Regions from separate parts of the Sus scrofa genome. Here regions 1, 2, 4, 5 and 6 are each linked to region 3. Evidence: chromatin contacts called from public Hi-C and HiChIP or PLAC-seq data. All regions are on one chromosome and are shown on one strand. The core of a region is the stretch at or near the end of the contact, and the rest is flanking DNA. Distances in the headings are between cores, read along the strand shown. Region 1 overlaps LOC106506054 (a long non-coding RNA gene). Region 2 overlaps ZMIZ1 (zinc finger MIZ domain-containing protein 1). Region 3 overlaps LOC106506054 (a long non-coding RNA gene). Region 4 overlaps ZMIZ1 (zinc finger MIZ domain-containing protein 1). Region 5 overlaps ZMIZ1 (zinc finger MIZ domain-containing protein 1). Region 6 overlaps ZMIZ1 (zinc finger MIZ domain-containing protein 1).

Evidence for each region. Hi-C and Micro-C count contacts between places; a contact is called where the count stands out from the background. HiChIP or PLAC-seq counts read pairs in DNA pulled down with a chosen protein or histone mark.
Region 1: a contact with region 3 is called in a Hi-C map of heart right ventricle, with 1.6 times the contacts expected there. The contact joins two enhancer-like sites. A contact is called at or near these places in 3 of 47 Hi-C or Micro-C datasets (embryonic fibroblasts and heart right ventricle).
Region 2: an H3K27ac HiChIP or PLAC-seq map of alveolar macrophages shows a contact between it and region 3. The contact joins two enhancer-like sites. A contact is called at or near these places in 1 of 47 Hi-C or Micro-C datasets (liver) and 2 of 2 datasets of contacts at active chromatin or transcription factors (alveolar macrophages and skeletal muscle).
Region 4: an H3K27ac HiChIP or PLAC-seq map of alveolar macrophages shows a contact between it and region 3. The contact joins two enhancer-like sites. A contact is called at or near these places in 2 of 47 Hi-C or Micro-C datasets (retroperitoneal adipose tissue and skeletal muscle) and 2 of 2 datasets of contacts at active chromatin or transcription factors (alveolar macrophages and skeletal muscle).
Region 5: a Hi-C map of liver shows a contact between it and region 3, with 4 times the contacts expected there. The contact joins two enhancer-like sites. A contact is called at or near these places in 3 of 47 Hi-C or Micro-C datasets (liver, retroperitoneal adipose tissue and skeletal muscle) and 2 of 2 datasets of contacts at active chromatin or transcription factors (alveolar macrophages and skeletal muscle).
Region 6: a contact with region 3 is called in an H3K27ac HiChIP or PLAC-seq map of skeletal muscle, with 6 times the contacts expected there. The contact joins two enhancer-like sites. A contact is called at or near these places in 12 of 47 Hi-C or Micro-C datasets (alveolar macrophages, brain, embryonic fibroblasts and 9 more) and 2 of 2 datasets of contacts at active chromatin or transcription factors (alveolar macrophages and skeletal muscle).

The regions. Positions count from the first base shown.
Region 1 is chr14:81,157,534-81,160,622 of Sscrofa11.1, reverse strand. The region is part of intron 8 of LOC106506054 (a long non-coding RNA gene); the gene reads left to right. Among named protein-coding and RNA genes, the nearest start is that of ZMIZ1, 250 kb to the left of the region's middle. Within about 2 kb of position 1,417, at least 12 of the 83 cell types and tissues checked have an H3K27ac peak or open chromatin away from gene starts, as enhancers often do.
Region 2 is chr14:81,446,015-81,449,032 of Sscrofa11.1, reverse strand. The region is part of intron 1 of ZMIZ1 (zinc finger MIZ domain-containing protein 1); the gene reads right to left. Among named protein-coding and RNA genes, the nearest start is that of ZMIZ1, 38 kb to the right of the region's middle. Within about 2 kb of position 1,577, at least 19 of the 83 cell types and tissues checked have an H3K27ac peak or open chromatin away from gene starts, as enhancers often do. A contact at or near this core is called in alveolar macrophages, liver and skeletal muscle, where this site is marked.
Region 3 is chr14:81,316,767-81,319,466 of Sscrofa11.1, reverse strand. The region is part of intron 4 of LOC106506054 (a long non-coding RNA gene); the gene reads left to right. Among named protein-coding and RNA genes, the nearest start is that of ZMIZ1, 91 kb to the left of the region's middle. Within about 2 kb of position 1,281, at least 73 of the 83 cell types and tissues checked have an H3K27ac peak or open chromatin away from gene starts, as enhancers often do. A contact at or near this core is called in alveolar macrophages, liver, retroperitoneal adipose tissue and 1 more, where this site is marked.
Region 4 is chr14:81,486,988-81,489,855 of Sscrofa11.1, reverse strand. The region is part of intron 3 of ZMIZ1 (zinc finger MIZ domain-containing protein 1); the gene reads right to left. Among named protein-coding and RNA genes, the nearest start is that of ZMIZ1, 79 kb to the right of the region's middle. Within about 2 kb of position 1,290, at least 28 of the 83 cell types and tissues checked have an H3K27ac peak or open chromatin away from gene starts, as enhancers often do. A contact at or near this core is called in alveolar macrophages and retroperitoneal adipose tissue, where this site is marked.
Region 5 is chr14:81,468,217-81,471,211 of Sscrofa11.1, reverse strand. The region is part of intron 2 of ZMIZ1 (zinc finger MIZ domain-containing protein 1); the gene reads right to left. Among named protein-coding and RNA genes, the nearest start is that of ZMIZ1, 61 kb to the right of the region's middle. Within about 2 kb of position 1,296, at least 9 of the 83 cell types and tissues checked have an H3K27ac peak or open chromatin away from gene starts, as enhancers often do. A contact at or near this core is called in liver, where this site is marked.
Region 6 is chr14:81,527,239-81,529,938 of Sscrofa11.1, reverse strand. All of the region lies in intron 4 of ZMIZ1 (zinc finger MIZ domain-containing protein 1), which reads right to left. Among named protein-coding and RNA genes, the nearest start is that of TRNAK-UUU, 73 kb to the left of the region's middle. Within about 2 kb of position 1,393, at least 5 of the 83 cell types and tissues checked have an H3K27ac peak or open chromatin away from gene starts, as enhancers often do. A contact at or near this core is called in skeletal muscle, where this site is marked.

The DNA.
Region 1 (3,089 bases), core at 168-2,667, 160 kb after region 3:
CAATTCTACTTCTGTCTGCCTGCCTGACAGAAGCACTTTCACATGCATTCCTGGAGGCCTGTTCAAGGGTGTTTATTGCAGCCTTGTTAGGCAGAGTCAGAAATGGCAACAACCTTGATATCTATCAGGGCGAGAATGGCTGGAAGCCTCGTGGCGGGTCTGTATTTCAGCAGTTAGAAAGAACGGCGGAGCAACTTAGGTAGTGAGACAGGAGGGTCTCCAGGAGAGTGTGAATGAACAAAGCTCAGTGCACAGTGTATATATAATATGATCCTCCTTAAGTGAAAAAAATACACATGGCTGTGCACATGTACCCATGCACTCAGGTGCATCTGCACACACAGACACACACAATCGCAGACGGGTGCACACATGTACTCACACTTGGACAGAAGACTGAGCACTGGTGTTGAGAGAGCAATCTCTCAACCCAGGATTTCTCTGAATCTTTGTTCTGTCACTTACTAGATCTGTAACCTTGGGCAAATGTTTTAACTTTTCTCTACCTCAGTTTGCTCATCTGTAAAACATGGATAATTATATTCCAACCTTGAGAAATTATTGAATGGAGTAAGTGATTTCTTGAGTTAATACAAGCAAAGTCCCTGTGAGAACGCCTGGCCCAGAGTAAGGGCTAAATGGGTTAGTGGTTGCTGTGACCATATTTCGTGGATTCTAACACACACATCTCTTTTCACATCTTAAACCACCCATCGAGATATGGTTTACAACTGATAGATCTTAACATCAAGTCGTAGTTTCATTGACAACTCCTCCCCCCGCCCCCCCCCTTTTTGGGGTCTTTTTAGGGCCACATCTGCCGTTTATGGAGGTTTCTGGGATAGGAGTTAAATCGGAGCCGCAGCTGCCAGCTTACACCACAGCAATGCGGGATCCGAGCCACCTCTGCAACCTACACCACAGCTCACAGCAACGCCGGATCCTTAACCCACTGAGTGAAGCCAGGGGTCAAATCCTCGTCCTCATGGATTCTAGTCAGGTTTGTTATCACTGAGCCACAATGGGAACTCCCCTTTTCCCTTCTTGGTAGCACATAAAACAAGGGAGCATCTTATAATTGGAGACACCCTAGGCACAGTGACAAAGAACACTATTTCTGGGAAATACTTACTAGGGCTATAGACATTTGTGTAGAAGCATGACCGGTAAACTCTGGGACACACACATCCAGCTCATACCCGTGGTTCCCTCAGGGAAGAATGCTGGTGAGGGGGGTGTCAGGAGGCCTGCACCCTTATCAGGGCTGCCTTAGTGTTTTACAAGCAGCGCGTACTCATGTTTACATGTGGTTTCACTTAGCGTTGCTTGGCTGCAGCCGGCAGACACTAACACTGGTTAACTTAAGCAAAAAGGAATTTATTGGCAGGATGTCGGGAGCTCACAGAAGTGACAGGAGCCCAGAAAGCAGACTTGGAGAGGGGCCGGGGCCCAGGCCTCTCCCAAGGGCCTGGATTAAGAACCACAGCCACCACCTGGTAGCGGGAAACATCTGGTCTGCATGCCACCACGGCTGAAACCGATGACCTCTAATCTTCTCCGCTGTCTCTGGGTTCAGTGGCTTTGGCCATTCTTGTGGGTTGTCCATCATCTGATGACCCCTCTTCCCTAGGCTTGAGAAATCCTCTACCTTAAAAAGTCTGGGAGAGGAGTTCCCTTCGTGGCACAGTGGTTAATGAATCTGACTAGGAACCATGAGGTTGTGGGTTTGATCCCTGGCCTTGCTCAGTGGGTTAAGGATCTGGCATTGCCATGAGTTGTGGTGTAGGTTGCAGACGCGGCTCGGATCCCATGTTGCTGTGGCTCTAGCGTAGGCTGGCAGCTATAGCTCCGATTTGACCCCTAGCCTGGGAATCTCCATATGCCACAGGAGCAGCCCAAGAAATGGCAAAAAGACAAAAAAAAAAAAAAAGTCTGGGGGAGAAGCGACAGAGTCAGCCTCCTGTTGAGGACTGAGAGTGACAAATTCCTGTGGTCCCAGCATCCTTTGCAGCTCCCCGAATGGGTCAACCTCCGAGCTCCTCCCACACATTGAGCCAAGAGCAAGCAAGGCCAGGGAACAGGGACAAGGCATATCTCTGCTGGTGCAGGAGGTTGGAGACAGTAACTGCAGAAGCAAAGTCCACTTTCGGGGGCAACACTTGTCAGTGCCTGGCAAGTTGTATCACCCTGTGCCTAGTGATTCAGCAGCAGTATCCTCACTGCACTGGCTTCATGAGGACAATTTGGCTGTGGTCAGCTGTGCCCTGACCTCTTTGTGTGTTTCTGTGCCTGGTTCTCATCCTTCCCCATGGGTCTGTGGGTCACGTCACCTCCTTTTGAATAAACCCGCCTTCCTGCTCCCATCCGACCAAGTTGGAGGCTGTTTCCAGCAACCAATAAGCCTGGCTGACACCCTGCGTCACTCACTGCAGATGCAAAGTCCCAGAAGAGATGGCAGGACACGTGCCTGCTCCCTAGAGCAGACCAAGAGATGTAGGGAGCTGGCTTTTTTAATGGGAGGCAGAAGACTAGAATTCCCCTCCACCAAGACCACACACAATAGGGAAGAGGCAAGTTTCAGAAGGAAATCAAGCCACTGTTAATGAAAGTGCTGGAGGGGCGGCCAGCAAAACATGACAAGCATGCATTACTTTTGTTTGATGAAAATAATGCAGGCTCTGCTTGGAGGAAACAGTGATTCATTCATTCGTTCATTCAACAAACTGATTGCAAGTCAACTATTCACAGACATGGTTGGCCCTGGGACATAATAATGATAGCCCTTCTGGAGCCTGGGTCTGGTGCTGGTACCAGCTCAGTAAATAAACAGGAAAAGGCAGTGGGTGCAGTGCCAAAACACCAGATGGCCTAGGCACTGTGGCCTTGGAAGGAGGCAATCAGGGAAGGCTTCACAGAGGAGGTAGCAAAAGAGCTAGACCTTGAAGGAGAGACAAGGTGGGCAGGGGTTGTCAGGCTGACGAGCAGCGGTGCAGAGGAAAGGGGCAGGGAAACAGCATGTGCTCAGGCTCAAGGGGCACCCATCCAGTGCTCATGGAAAGGAGGGAGCCTTGGGGGGCCAGGTGTGGCCT
Region 2 (3,018 bases), core at 328-2,827, 130 kb before region 3:
CCCACCCTCAACCTGCACCCCCGGCACACCAGGAGAGCATCACATTCTTGAACACCTTTCAGAAGCTCTCCTTTCTCAGGAGCCCGAGCTGGGAGCCGGGAGCCGGGAGCCGGGAGCTGGGAGGAGGCCCTGCCAAGTGTTGATAGCACTCTCTCCAGAGAAAGCTGCTGTCACAGGGAAACATTCTGGGGAGAGCGGTTGTTTACCACCAACGCCTGGGACTGTCAAGAAATAATCAGAAGAAATTAAATTTGCAAAGTCGAAAAGACATAAAGGCAGCCCCCTCCCCAAGCCTGGGAATTCTCAACCTGGAGGATCAGGCTGCTCTATTTTTTTGGCTGGTTTGGGGACAATATTCTTAAATCTGCAGGAGGCTGCGAGAGATGGCGGGTTATATGTGCAGCCAGCCAGGACTGGGGGCCCTGAGAACTGTCATCAACCTTGGCCTCTGTGCTCAGGTGCAGAGCGACATACACACTTGGACTTGATAAGACCACGTGATCTTACCGACAGGGGTAACCTCCAGGCTGTCTGTCCACAGTCTGCCAGGAACATGCAGTTCCTCAAGACTACCTCAACACCTCCGCCACACTGACCCGAAGACTTGGGCTAACAGGGCTGGGAGAGTCTGAAAAAGTCATCAGTCAGGCCCCGGCCTCTGCACAAACCCATACTCCTGCCAAAGGCACGCGGCTCTGCTGGGCTCCTGTTGCCCCTACCTGGATTTCTATGTGAGATCTCCTCCCTCTAGTCCACCTCCACACAGGTGGAGGGCCTGGGCCTGAGCTGGCACAGAGTGGGCTGTCGAGGAAGGTTTGCTGACCAGCAGAATCCAGACATGAATGAGCCAATGACCCCCAAACCCAAATCAAACACACCTGTCCTGCTTGGGTAGCAGCCCTGACTCCCCACTGTGAGCACCTCCCACTGTCAAACTCCCAAGTCTACAAAACCCTTCACCTGTGTGCTGTGTACAAACTTCCAGGAGTCTCTCACAGGCTCTGCACTCCAGCCATAGCACAATCACTCAACTTTCTCTGTACTTTCATGCCCCAGGGACTTGGCGTATGGTACTGCTCTCTCTCTGTGCAACCAAGTCCTGCTCTGGGTCAAGCTCTATTTCCCCCTTTGTAACTGTTGCGACACTTTTTACATTTACCCCAGACTGGATACTGTTCACATGTGCTCTGAACTAAGTGGAGGGCACCATGGACACAAAGAGGGTTCCTTCCACTTGCACTTGCCCGGGGGGGTCAGACAGGGGCCTCCAACTTTATTGCAGTCAAACAGCCATCCCAGCCTCCAGCCTGCAGGCCAGAAGCAATTCCTCCTAAGGGCTAACCTGCATTGCTACTGCTGTCATTTTAAAAACCATTCCCTGGAGAGTGGGTGAGAAGTCCTCGGCCAAGTGTAAATGAGAATGTACTCGTGGAGCTCCCAGAGCCGAGAGAAGGGGCTGGCTTGGGAATTTCCAGGCAAAGGCCAGCAGAAATTGGCCACAAATGAATCATTAACTCTCCAGTTGAGAGCTCCGTGTGGCTGGTGCCAAGGTCTCAGGCTCTGGCCTGTGTGGGCCACTTGGCCTCTCTTTGGCTCAGGCCTGAGGGTGGCCCCGCCCCCTCCCCCCACTGGCCATCTGCTTCACCCCACAGCCACTGGTCACTGAGAGCCGAGGCCATCTGGACCAGAGCAGCCCAGATGTCTTATGGGAGAGGGCATGTCTTTCCCCAGGAAAGACTCCAAACCTTTGCCACACACTTCTGTCCTTCTGGAATGCTGTCCCTTTAGCAAGCTAAGTCCCTTTGTCCTTTGAGGGCTGGCTCCAGCCTGGCCTGCCTCTTCTCTGCCCTGCCTATCTGGGTCCACCTTGGCCTGCCACTTCTGAGCACCTGTAGCCTTGGCAATGTCTGCCAGCCCTGACCTGGGCACAGGGGCTCATTCCTTCAGCAAGATGGGAACTCTGCCCCTCTCCTGGACCCCATCAGCTGGGCTGAGGTGGGGCAAAGGTCAGGGAGCCCACGGGTGATGGGGCTGCCTGTGGGCTCTGTCTGTACCCAGCAGGGGAAAGCATCTGCAGGCCTCACCTGGCTCAGGTGCAACATCGAGTCCCGCTCACTGGCCTCCCTTCAGGGTCTCAGGCCAGTGAGGGTGCAGTTCAGACACAGAGAGGTGCCTGCTGGCCTCCCACTGCCGAGCTAAGTGGCTGTGGGGGCCAGCATCCTCATTCCTAGGAGCCAGCAGAGGTCAGCCCTGACCAGCTCCAGCCCAGACGTATCATCCTGCAGGCTGGGGTGCAATTTCACCACAGCCCCTTCAAGTGGCCCTGAAGAGAGGCTGGCCGGGACTCCTTTGGGGTGGGGACTGATGGACATGAAGTCTGGAAACACAGACCTATTATAATATAAGGTCAAGACACCATTCACCTGTGTTTCTGAATTTAGTGTCCATCTGTGTGGCAATAAGACTGGCAAAAATAACAAATACTGCTGACTTGGGCATTTGCTTTGTGTCAAGCTCTGTGCTAAGCTCAACACACATTTCTCATGAATCCTTCCACTGCACCATGAGGCACCTACTATTAATATGCCTGGCCTGGAAAAAGAGGAAGCCATGGTTCCTAGAGATGCAGATGCAGATGAGGTAATGTGCCCGAGTCCCTGGGCTGAATTGGGCGGCTGGGGATTCAGATGGAGTGTCTGACCCGGACCACACACAGCACCCACCCCCATGTACCCAGAAAGCAGTAAGACACGCTGTGGATACCACCCCACCCTCTTTGCTGAGCCCTTTTCTCATCTGATCCTTAAACTGTCCTGTGAGATGGCCAGTAAGAGTCATTATTACCATTTTACAGATTGGGAAACCAGGGCCTTGACTTATTTAGCAGAGTTTGTACTCCTTTAATTCTTACAACCCCATGAGGTGGCTGTTGTTAAAACATTTTGCAAATGAGAAAATGCTGAGGATGGGAAAGGCAGAAGGAAAGTGTCCCACATGCTGGGGACAGAGCCTGGGTTT
Region 3 (2,700 bases), core at 32-2,531:
TTCAAGGTCTTTCAGGTAGAAAGCGGAAGAACCAGGTTTTCCCAGGGCCTGTGGTGAGGCTGATCCCTGCCTCTGCCCAGCTGACCTTGGCCCTGAGTGGGACTGGCTGTGCTGACCCAGGCTCAGGAAGGAGGAGCTCTACATCCCCCACCAGGCCGTTCCTCTGCAGCAGGCATGTGACATATTGTGGTGTGATGTGTTTTCCCCTCATGGTGCAAGATGTGACTCAGAAGGGCATGCTGGGGAAATGAGTTTCTTGGATTTGCCCACCTCATCGCCCCTGCGTTCTTTAGAATTTCTCTGAATCAGACTTTATATCTGGTGCTATCGCTCACTGGCCTTATTTATGCGGAAAACAGCTCCACATTTCCAACTTGCTCAACAGCCCTCAGGATTCATCTTGGGCCCTGGGAGGGTAGCAAAAGGCGGGGAGGGCCAAAAGGAAAAAGAAAGAAAGAAAAAGGGAGAAAGAAAGAAGGAAAGAAAGAGCCAGCAACAATCAAAACAACCCTTTTCTCCCTGTGTAATCTGGGCAGCTTCCAGGAGGATAATGTCTTTCCACCGTGAATCGCCCCCTCCCTCCCAGGCTGTTTTCACAGGAAGCAAATCCTGGAGCATTTTCAATGTGCCCCTCGAGGCAGAACAATGAGGCCCTTGAAGCCTCGGCCCCGCGCTTCCTCCAGTTATCCGGAGGCCCGGCCGAGCCCCTCCTGGAGCGGGGCGGGGAGGCGGCGGCGCGAAGGGGCGCGGGACCGGCTCTGGGAAATGGAGTGGGGGGAGTCTGCGGGGTGTTGCGGAGCCGCACGGGGGAAGCCCATTAGCCAAATAATAGGTTTGGATCCGACTGTTTTGCCAAGGTACCCGGCATTTATCCGGCTCCCCGATTGGGGGCGGGGAGCTGGGAGGAGGAGGCGCGGATCCAATTACGGCTGCTCCTGCCCGGTCGCCGGGAGGTGGTGGCGGGCCGGGCAGGCAGGCGGGCGGGCGGGGATGGGAAGGGCCGGGTGGAGCGGGAGGCTCGGGGCTCGTGCGCGCAGAGCCCGGGCAGCGGGTCGGGGGGCGCCTGTCCCCCAGGCCCGGCCCGGGCCGCGACCCGCGCCGCCTCCCCCGCCCGCCGGCTCAGCTGCCTCATTGTTTATTGTGGAGTCTGGCTCGCCCCCTCCCCGTCCCCCTCCCTCGCTCCCGCCTCCCTCCCTCCCGCTCCTTTCTCCCCTCCTCCCGAAAGAAAGAAGAGCCAGTCTGTGGAGACGAATGAGTCATGAATAAACAAACAGCGTGGGGGAGCTGTCACTCCGGGCTGACTTCCTGGCCGCGCTCTGCTCCGCGACCTCCTGGCGGGGCGCAGAAGCTTGGCTGGCTGGGATGGGCAGGGGCGGGCTCCCCTCTCCGTGGGCGAGGGGTGGGGTGCCCAGGACCCCAGTTACCAGGCTGACCTTGAGCACAGCCCTCAGAAACATCGAGTCCGTTAGACAGCGTGTGACCCAATGTCCCCAAACCTATCTGTACACGTATGCTGAGGGTGGTGAGTCTGATTTCCTTGGGTTTGACAAAAGCCATACGCCACAGACAGGCATGTGAGCATCTGCTGTGTGGGGTTGATTTCCCTGTGTGGGCTCACCCTCTGGGAATGCTGTGTGTGTATGTGTGCGCGAGCGCGTGTGTGCACGCATGCGTGGTGTGTGTGTTTGTTGATGTGGTTTCTCTTGCATGTGTATATCTGGTATGTGCTGCAGACGCTAGGGCACTGTGAAGACGGGTATATGTGGGATGTGTGTGTGAGCGTGTGGAGTGTCTGTGTGTGGAGTGTGGGGTACACATGAGTGTGTGTTCGTGCCAGGGCTGGTAGCCTGTGTGTGTGTTTGTTGTGTAATCATTTTTCTGACTCTGAATCTGCTTCTGCCGCTTTAAGATTTGAGATCTTTCTTTGTGCTTAGTTTTCTACTTGGGCCTTTTTCCTTTCCCTTGTGTGATCCTGTGGGTCATTCGGGGCCATCTCTTCCCATTAGTGAGGCCCCAGGGCCCCAGCAGACCTCCAGGGCCTGGCCTGGCTGGCCTCAGCGTCCAGCCAGCTGTGGCCACACGCAGGCTCCCGGCGCTGACTCATGCCTGGCGAGAGCAAAGCAGAGCAGAGTCTGACCAGAGCCCAGGCTGGGTGAGCCCCCCCTGTGGGGAGGGCGCTCTGGGCCCTGCCTCTGGGGGCTCTCCTGAGCCCTTGAGCTCGAGGAAAGGGGCCTGAGCTAGTCCAAACCTTCTGGGGCCTTCTGGTGTAGAGAGGAGTCCATGCAATGGGTCAGAGTCAGGGGCAGGGGTTGGGCATATCTTCTGGCTTCCCCAGCAACCACACACCCTCACAGAGGTCCATCCCAGGACCAGTACTGACCGCTGAGCCTTCAGGAGGAAAGTTGGTGAGACTGAGCATGGCCGTGACTCAAGCTCCAGCCCTGGCCCTAGTTGCTTGGCTGGGTCCAGTACCCTGACATCTCTGGTCCTGCTCCTTCTCCATGGGCTGGCCCAGCTCCTACAGTTCTCCAACTTTGGGTGGGGGATTTGCATTCAGGGCCAGATCTCCCTAAAGCTGAAGCAAGGTGCAGTTTTGCTGCCCTTTCCCCATTATCACCCTCTTCTGCAGCCCCACTGCTTGTTGGACTTGGTTTCCTGGCCCTGGAATCATGGCATTGGTTATGGCCTTGACCGGGAGTT
Region 4 (2,868 bases), core at 41-2,540, 170 kb before region 3:
TTCATCTGCAAAGTGGGATGAACAATGCCTGCCTAATGTCCCAGGATGCTGGAAGGCTGCTAGGAGATGGAGGATGGGCCGGGTCTTGCGATGGGCTGTGAGGTTCCCTATTCTGTTCCACACACTGCTTACTTGACTGCTCCTGACTTCCTGGGCAGCCTCAGTGCCCAGCCTGGTCTGAGCCATCACACACCCAGAGCGCATCCCCAGGTCCTCACCAGGAGGCACTGAGGACTCTCCAGGTACCTCCCAGCTGAGGCTGTCAGGACCAGCCTAGGATGCTCTTCCTTCTCCCGTGAGTCTGGGGTCTCTGCGTCCTTTCAGAAAGAAGGGCTCCCTCAGCCTAGCAACTTGGTGGGATTCTTGGGGGAGCCACTCCCCACCTGCCCATCAATCCTTGGGACTGAGAGAACCTGCTGTCTGGGACTGGACCCCTGGATGGGCTAAAAAGAGGGGGGCAAGGTCAGCCCCCACAATGAGTGTTGTCTTGTTGCCCATAGCAGCCAGGACAGGGTTTGCCCCCAGAATGTTTGCTGGATGGATGGATGAGCAGTTATGGGAGGGGTGGTGTGAAAACAGATTTAGATCAGAGAACAGAGCAGCTGACACTTGCACAGTGCTCACCACAGCCATCCTAGGCCCGGCTCTAACAGAGGCTGTCTATGCCGGTTAACCCAATAGTCCCCACAGCAATCCTATAAAGTGGTAACATCATCCCCATTTCACAGATGAGGAAACTGCGGTTCCAAGACATGAAGTCACTTGCCCACAGTGTTAGAAAGTGGCAAAGTTAGATTCAGTGCAGGCCCTGGACTCCAGAATCCATATGCTGGTCCACAATGCTGCCTGGGGGCTGTGGAGAGTGGGGAGAGATCACGTGTCAAGAGGCCCATCCAGACCAGAGGTTCCTGCCCAGGCTCCAGGCCCTGCCCCAGGGATTTAACTGGTCTGGGGTGTGCTGCCTTTCAAAGCTGCCCTGGATCTCGCTTTCGGCAGGAGCTGGGAATCCCGGCCAGCCTCACCTTCACTCTGCAGTCGGGGAAACCGTGGCTTAGGGAGGGCAGGCATGTTCAAAGTCACCCTGCGTGTCAGGGGAGCTTGGGACCCGGAGCCCAGCTCCCATGACTGCTCCTTCGTGGGCCTGGAGCTCTTGGAAACAGAGCCCTGTGGCCTCAGCAGAGCAGCCCACAGGCGCAGCCGTGGGTGGGAGAGATGAGGCAGACAGATGCGGGGAAGCCAGAGCAGCACGCAGCCAGATGACACACAGGCCCAGCAATTCCTGACTCATGGCCACCCATCCCGTGACTCCACCCACCGCCAGCGTCCCCACCCTGGCTTACACTCCACAGCCTGTTGCACCCTCTGGAGTCCCCTCCCATTTAGGACCAGAGAGCCACAGAGGGAGGAAGGAGCGGTGGCGCCCCACCCAGGGCTGGGTGGGAAGCCCAGACGACCCGAGAAGGGGGGACTCTACACGCAGAGGAAGAGGCATTAATTAGCCCTGCCCCTCCCTGCAGTGCCCTGCACACTCCCAGCCTGTGCTGGCCAGCACCCTGTGGACCAAGCACCCTGTGGACAGGAGGAAAGCTGGCGCTGACACCCACCAGGGCCAACTTTCTTAGCCACGTGACACCCTTTGCATCAGGGCCCCACACCTGGCAAAGCATATTAGGTTTTCCTGCTACCCGTTTATTTCACGAATGCCCGAGAAGGCATTACACCCCCCCACCGGCCAAGAATCTTCCGTGACTCCCCATTGTCTACGAGGTTGGCACTAATTCTTCAGCCTCATGTTCAAAGCCCCAGCCTGCCTCTGATCTGTAATGTGTCAGCTCCCACCTCTGTACCTCGCCTACCCTAATCCTGCTGCCAGGAATGTCCCCGTCCCTGTGGCCTGATGCCCTGGGAAGGAAATTCACACTGCCATCAAGGGGCCACAGGAATCAGATACTGGGTTCACAATATCTCAACAACTCCTCATAGCTCCTTATGCCACTGGCTCTGAAAGGCCCATTTGACAGATGCAGAGGCTGAGGCTCAGAGCGGCAATGTGTCCAAGGCCACTGGAGGCTGAGCTGTCACCATAAAGGCAGGGCCTTGGGTTGCTTGGACCTACGGTCTTCTCCGGTGCTGATAAGCTTTCAGCTCATCCATGAGCTCAGGGTGGCTCCGGCTCTGTTAGCTTATCCAATGTCAAGGTGACTTGGGTCTGCTAACCTTGGCATCTTGATCCTCCTTTTGCCCTCTTTTGGGAAAACGCTGCGACCCCTGTTGACACTGAGCTGGGCTTAGGCTGGGGCCCCCAGGCTGGGGAGGTGGGTGATGAGAAGCTGTGCAGCTCTGTGGCCAAGAGCATAGACTCAGGGGCCAGCTCTTTGGTTCAATGCCTGCATAACCACCCTGGGCTGACTGATTCACCTGTCTGTGCCTCAGTTTCTTCCTCTGGAAATGGGGATAATGGAAAAGTGACCTCACAGAGATGCTGTCATGGTGAATGTGAATTCCTGTAGGTCACGATCGGAGCAGCATCCCCACAGAGTGCTACAGAAGGGCTTAGGAGGGTTTGGAGTGCTTAGTATCATTGCTCTGTTCCTCCCTGCACTGTAAGTTCAACGTCACGGCCAAAGGAAAACTGAAGGCCTCAGAGCACCTACCAGGAGAGAGGAGGGGGGCGGGAGAGTGGCAGGAGAATCTGCCCCTCAGATTGCCCACTTCCTGGCTTCTGGTCCACAAGGCTGCCACCTGGCCTGCCTGCCTGAGCATGGCAGAGAGACCTGGCACACTCCACCTTTCAGCTCTTGTGAAGAGGGGAGAAGGGCGGGCTCCCTCTTGGGCAGAGGTACCCAGCTTTGCCTCTGTGTTGTCAGT
Region 5 (2,995 bases), core at 47-2,546, 150 kb before region 3:
CAAATCCAAGCCCCATCTGCGACCCACACCACAGCTCATGGCAACGCCGGATCCTCAACCCACTGAGAGAGACCAGGGATTGAACCCGTAACCTTGTGGTTCCTAGTTGGATTCGTTTCCACTACACCACGACAGGAACTCCTAGCCTTATTTCTTTACTGAGTACTTTTCTGTGTTGCTGCCTGAGGGATATTCTTCTAGAACGTTTTCTCTTTCTTCCCGAAACTCAAGGGGAAGTAGGTCTAGGAATAATGTACTCAAACAGAGTGGGATTAAGTTCCAGATCAGTGGAGCATCCTGTGGGAGACAGAGGCAAAAGTCTTGAGAAGAGGCGGCCCAGAGGAAGAGATGAGTTGGGTTTTGAAGGATGCATAGGAGTTTTCTCAGATGGTGGGAAGTAGCAAAAGGCCCTGCATGTGCAAAGGCAGGGAGGCAAGAAATAGCATCCTTTGACTATAGTAAAGAGTGCTTCAGGGCAGTAGAGACTAGAGAAATAAGCAGACCTTCATTTTGATGAATCTTGGATGAATCTAGGCTCAGGGTTTGGACTTAATCCTAGAAGCCTTGAAAAGATCTAAATCGAGGGAGGTGGGCAGCCCCTTCCCACTCACTTCTCTTCTGAGCTTCCCCTCCCCCACCCCAGAGCCAGGGAGTGGGCCAGGTCGACAGGCCATTAGAGGCAGCTGGTCCAGCTCAGCAGAGCGAGCATGGAGCAGGAGGCTAACCTGATTAGGAGGGACAGGAGGTTTGTCTGCGGGGAGGGAGGGAGGGTGACTACTCAGAGGGCCAAGGGAAGGGGGGGCACGCTGGGCCACTCTTGGGTCTCTTCAGCAAGGGGCCTGTCTTCCCCTACAATGGAGCCCCGCCCTGCCCCCAACCCTGACTGCTGCGGGGAGGGGAGCAGCACTGCCTGAGAGGCCTCTCCCCTCCCCTCCGGTTGAAACCCCAGCTCCACCATTGCCTTGTGCTGTGACCTTGAAGAGCCACTCCCAACTCTAGGCTACATTCTTGTCCCCCAAACAAAGGCTGGCACTAGACTGGGGGAGAGGCAATGGCTACTTCAGCCCACAGCCCCATCCCAGATGGATAGTTTCGTGGTCATGGGGTTAACTTTTAGGGATTTGGGTAAGGAAGGCACTCCCATTTGCCCCAGTCCCTCCAGCCTCACCCAAGCCCAACTCACAGGCGTGTGTGGCTGCTGACCTTCCCTTTCCAGTGACTGTCCTTGACTCAGGCTGCCTGGCTTGAAGTAGGGAAGAATAATTCCTGTCCACACAAGCCCTGGGGTCAGTACAAAGCTCAAACAAGCTGTGATCCTGGCAGTGATCTGAAGGGCAAAGCCCAGTGCAGTGGTCTGACTTTGACACTGGAGGCTGGGAAGGATTTCACAAAGGGAAGTTTCACACTCTCCAGTGGGGACAGCTCCCTAACCTCTGAACCACCCCTTTAGAAAAGCAGGGACCAGGCAGCCCCCTCAAGGTCTGGAAACGGTGTCTGAGCTTTGCCTGAGCTCTTATCTGCTGTCACTCAGGACCACGCTCTGAACTCGTAAGGGAAGACAAAGATCACACCGCCCCGCTTCTCTGCTCTGTAAGTTGTGCTCCTGCCTTTGGCCAAAATCAATAACATTCTCCACTATGATTGTTTCACCAGCACGAGGGACTGGGCCCCTGGTGATGACATTCCACTCCTGGCGGACACTGAAGGTCCTCCTTCAACACACAGCCTCTGACCCACTGCAGCAGTCATGAAATGTGGGCTGGAGGTGGGGCTGGGGGTGGTGATGCGGGGCAGCATGGGCAGAGAGCAGGGGGGCTGCCCAGAGCTGCTCTAAGTGCCTCTCCAAAGACAAGCCCGGTGCTATTCATCAACTGGTTTTCAGGGCTGTGAGAAATCAATGGCATTTGTGCTGCAAACTCATCATTAGGACAGGAAAAACTCTGCAATGGAATTGATTTGTTTAAATATAATAACACAATTTAACAGAGAACCGTGGGGGTGGGGAAAGGACCCAGGCAAACACAACACAGGGACAGTGCAGAGGACCAGAGAGGAACCAGCTTTGAAAAATCTTCCAATGCAGCAGCCCCACCCAGGGCTGCCCCAGCTCCCCCAAACCCCACATCAAGGAGGCCAGAGTGGTCACAAGCTATGATCCCGGGGGTGGGGGGGTGGCTTGGGCCCCATCTCAGACATCCCCTTTATTAAAGAGATGATGCGCCCAGAGGCCTGGTTTGTCATTGCCATGCTACTCTTGGAGGTGACTTTGGCTCCATCAACGTTCAATGCAACAAACTTAGATCAGGCACCTACTGTGTGCGAGGCATCTGTGAGGGATTGTAGCGGGAACAGGATAAATCCTGGGCCCAGCTCCAAAGGATGGGATGGATAAGGCAGGAATGCAGGTGACAACATGAGGCCAGGTAGGGCTGAACTTCCTGGGATCTTAGGAAATGTGGGAGAGAAGTACTGGGGGAAAAGGACAAAAGGACAAAAAGGGGGCAGCGAGGGGCAGGAGTGGAAGTTACAAATAATCAGGAGGAGCCCACTTAGGGGAGCGGGCTCTCATCTCATGGATATAGTACCCATCAGCCCAGAAGATGATGTTGATGATGAAAGCTGGCTTTATTGATCTTTACAATGTTCCAGCATCCTGCAAACATGTGTCATTTCAATAAATCTCACCAACCTATGAAGAAGGACTCCCATTTCACAAATGACACCACTGAGGCTCAGAGACTTAAGTGACTGCTTGTGGTCATACAGCTACTAAGAGATAGAGCTGGGGTTAGACCCCTGAGCCTGTGCACTAGCCACTGGACCTCCTGCCTCCTCTGGGGCTTGTCCTCCTGTGTGAACTGGGGAGATAGATGGCTCCTGCCTTCTAGGAGCTGGGGCATGAGATGCACTGGGCAGTTCAAGGGGGAAAGTGAGGAATGGCATGGAGCGGGCCATGCACTGGGCTGGCATCCTCATCACAGGCTCTACTGTGGGC
Region 6 (2,700 bases), core at 144-2,643, 210 kb before region 3:
TACATTTTCATAGTGAAGGATGTGGACTAAAACAATGATCACTGGTGAGTTGGTGGATATTATTATTTAGGATAGGATTAAATTAGGGAGGGATGGCAGACCTAAACAGACTAAAGGAACATCTTAACCAGTATAAATGGAAGAAAGTGACTGAGGTTAAGAAAGCACTGTAGTTTGATGCCTTCCTCATCTTTTTTTTTTTTTTTTTTTTTTTTTGGCTTTTCTTTAGGGCCGCACCCACGGCATATGGAGGTTCCCAGGCTAGGGGTCCAATAGGAGCTACAGGCTGCTGGCCTATGCCACAGCCACAGCAATGCCAGATCCGAGCTGCATCTGCCACCTACACCACAGCTCATGGCAACGCTGGATCCTTAACCTGCTAAGCGAGGCTGGGGATCGAACCTGCAACCTCATGGTTCCTACTCGGATTCGTTTCGCTTCGCCACGACAGGAATCCCATGCCTTTCTCATCTTAAAGATAAAGGAAGCAGAAGCTTGAGTCTGGTGCCTTAGACCCCTCAGCCATCCTGACATGGATTAGCAATGAGATCCTGCTGTGTAGCACTGGGAACTATGTCTGGTCACTTATGATGGAGCATGATAATGTGAGAAAAAAGAATGTATACATGTATGTGTAACTGGGTCACCATGCTGTACAGCAGAAAAAAAATTGTATCGGGGAAATAACAATTAAAAAATATAAAAACAAATAAATAAAAAATAGAAAAAAAAAAAAGAGAGATAAAGGAGCTCAGAGAGATGTAGCAGCTCCCTGTGGTCACACAGCAGGTGACACTTCCACACCCAATCTTCGGTGCCTACACTGGGTACACTGCCTGGAGACAGAGGAAGAGGGTGGTGGTGAGGCAAAGACAGTCAGAGTGACTTTGTGCCCTACCCCAGGGAAGTTAGGAGGAGAAGCAGAGGGACAGAACGTGAGGGGGGAGGAGGGAAGAGGCAGCTCCAGGCAGCTGACCAGGACCAGCTGCTTCCCATTCTTGGCCGGGCAACTGGAGCAGGCCCTTGGGTCAGCTTGTGGCCTTGCACAGGGTGAGGTCCCTGGGTAGGGGGTGGGTCCCGAGAGCCAGATCGTCTTGGCTGTGAGGCCGTGGGGCGGGGGGGGCGCTTTATCTCCCGGAGCCTGTGCTCTCATCTGTCAGGCAGAAAGGTGCATCCCTTCCCTAACCCACTGGGCTGAGGAGCTGAGTAAGTGAAGTGGCTCAGGGTAGAGTGTTCAGAAAAGGGAAATCCTGATTTGGACAAGAGCTCGTCCCAAACCAGGTCCCCCTCCTCAACTCGGGGAATGCCCCTAGGCCAAGACTCTGCACCCGCTGGCCCCAGAGGCTTTGGCTTGACACTTGAGGATCCTGGAAGGGTAGACCTACTTCTCTCCATGACCCAATCTCCCAGTACCCACCCTATGGGAACCCCCACTGTCAATGGTGGTTAAAGGGACAACACAACGTACCCTGGGTGTTTCAGACTGGGGGCTTCCTGAGGGCCAGCCCCACACAGCTATGTATACCTGACAACCTGTTTAGGGGCACAGGAGTTCATCTAGAGAGGGAGGCTGGCTGATCTAGGAGAAAATGTTGATGTTGCCCTGACACATATCCCGACCCACCCTGAGCTGGGAATCTGCACTCTGGGTGTCCCATCCCTCTGGGGCATGTGACACCTTAGCAGGCCCAGGCTACGTCCTTGAGGCCAAATCCTCCTGCCACCTTCTGGCTAGACTCCAAATCCATGACCTCACAGGGAACTTTCCCTGACAGCTTCTCTCCCCCAGAGGTGAAGGAGGGCCAGCTTCAGCTCTGGATAAGGTTGCTAGATTTGCTCTCATCCCCAAGGCTATGCCACCACTGCTTTTTGTTTCCTCGGCATGGAAAGAGAAAGCGGCAACTATTGAAGCTATATGTGCCAGATACTAGGTTCTCTACTCATATCACCTTAAGCCTCAGAATTCCACTGTGATGTTCTAATTATTATTACCATACTATAGAAGAAGAAACTGAGGCTCAGAAAGTTCTGATGACTTGCTCAGTGCCACACTACTGAAAGTGGCAGTGCCAGGACTTGAGCCCCAGTCTGGTTATACAGCTCATGATGTTTTATTGCATCATGCTCTCCATGGAATGTGGCAGGCTTCCTCCTCATTTCCTTCCCTGCCCCTGTGTGTGAGAAAGGTGACTGTCACTGCTGTATAACCCTGAGGACAGTGCAGAGACAGGGAGTCACAGCATGATGCTGTCTGGTGCTGGGTCTGGACCGCAAGCTTTCCCTAGAATAGAAGTGCCCATGCAGTGACCCTGATCTGGCCTACGATTCCAAAGGTTCATGCACCATGAAATGGGGAAGAGGGAGGGTGGAAATAATTTCCTCAGGACATTGGGAGGACACAGGGTGAGATGAAGCTGGAGATGGAGCCAGGGTTCCCGACCACCAGCTGGTATCCTCCAGAAGGCTATAAATACCCTGCAGATGTTCTTACAGCTCCAGCTTTTCAGACAAAGAGGTGTTCTCCACTGTCCCTTCTCTACCCCAGCTCAAGACTCCAAATCCACCCACCTGGCATTCTCTAGGAGCTCCAGACAGGGGCAGGGCGGACGGTATGTCCGTGGGAGAGTCAGAGCTAGACGAGCCTTCAAGGACCAACTAGCACAGGAATGGCAGGGCTGTGGTGTGTGGGACGCCACCCCC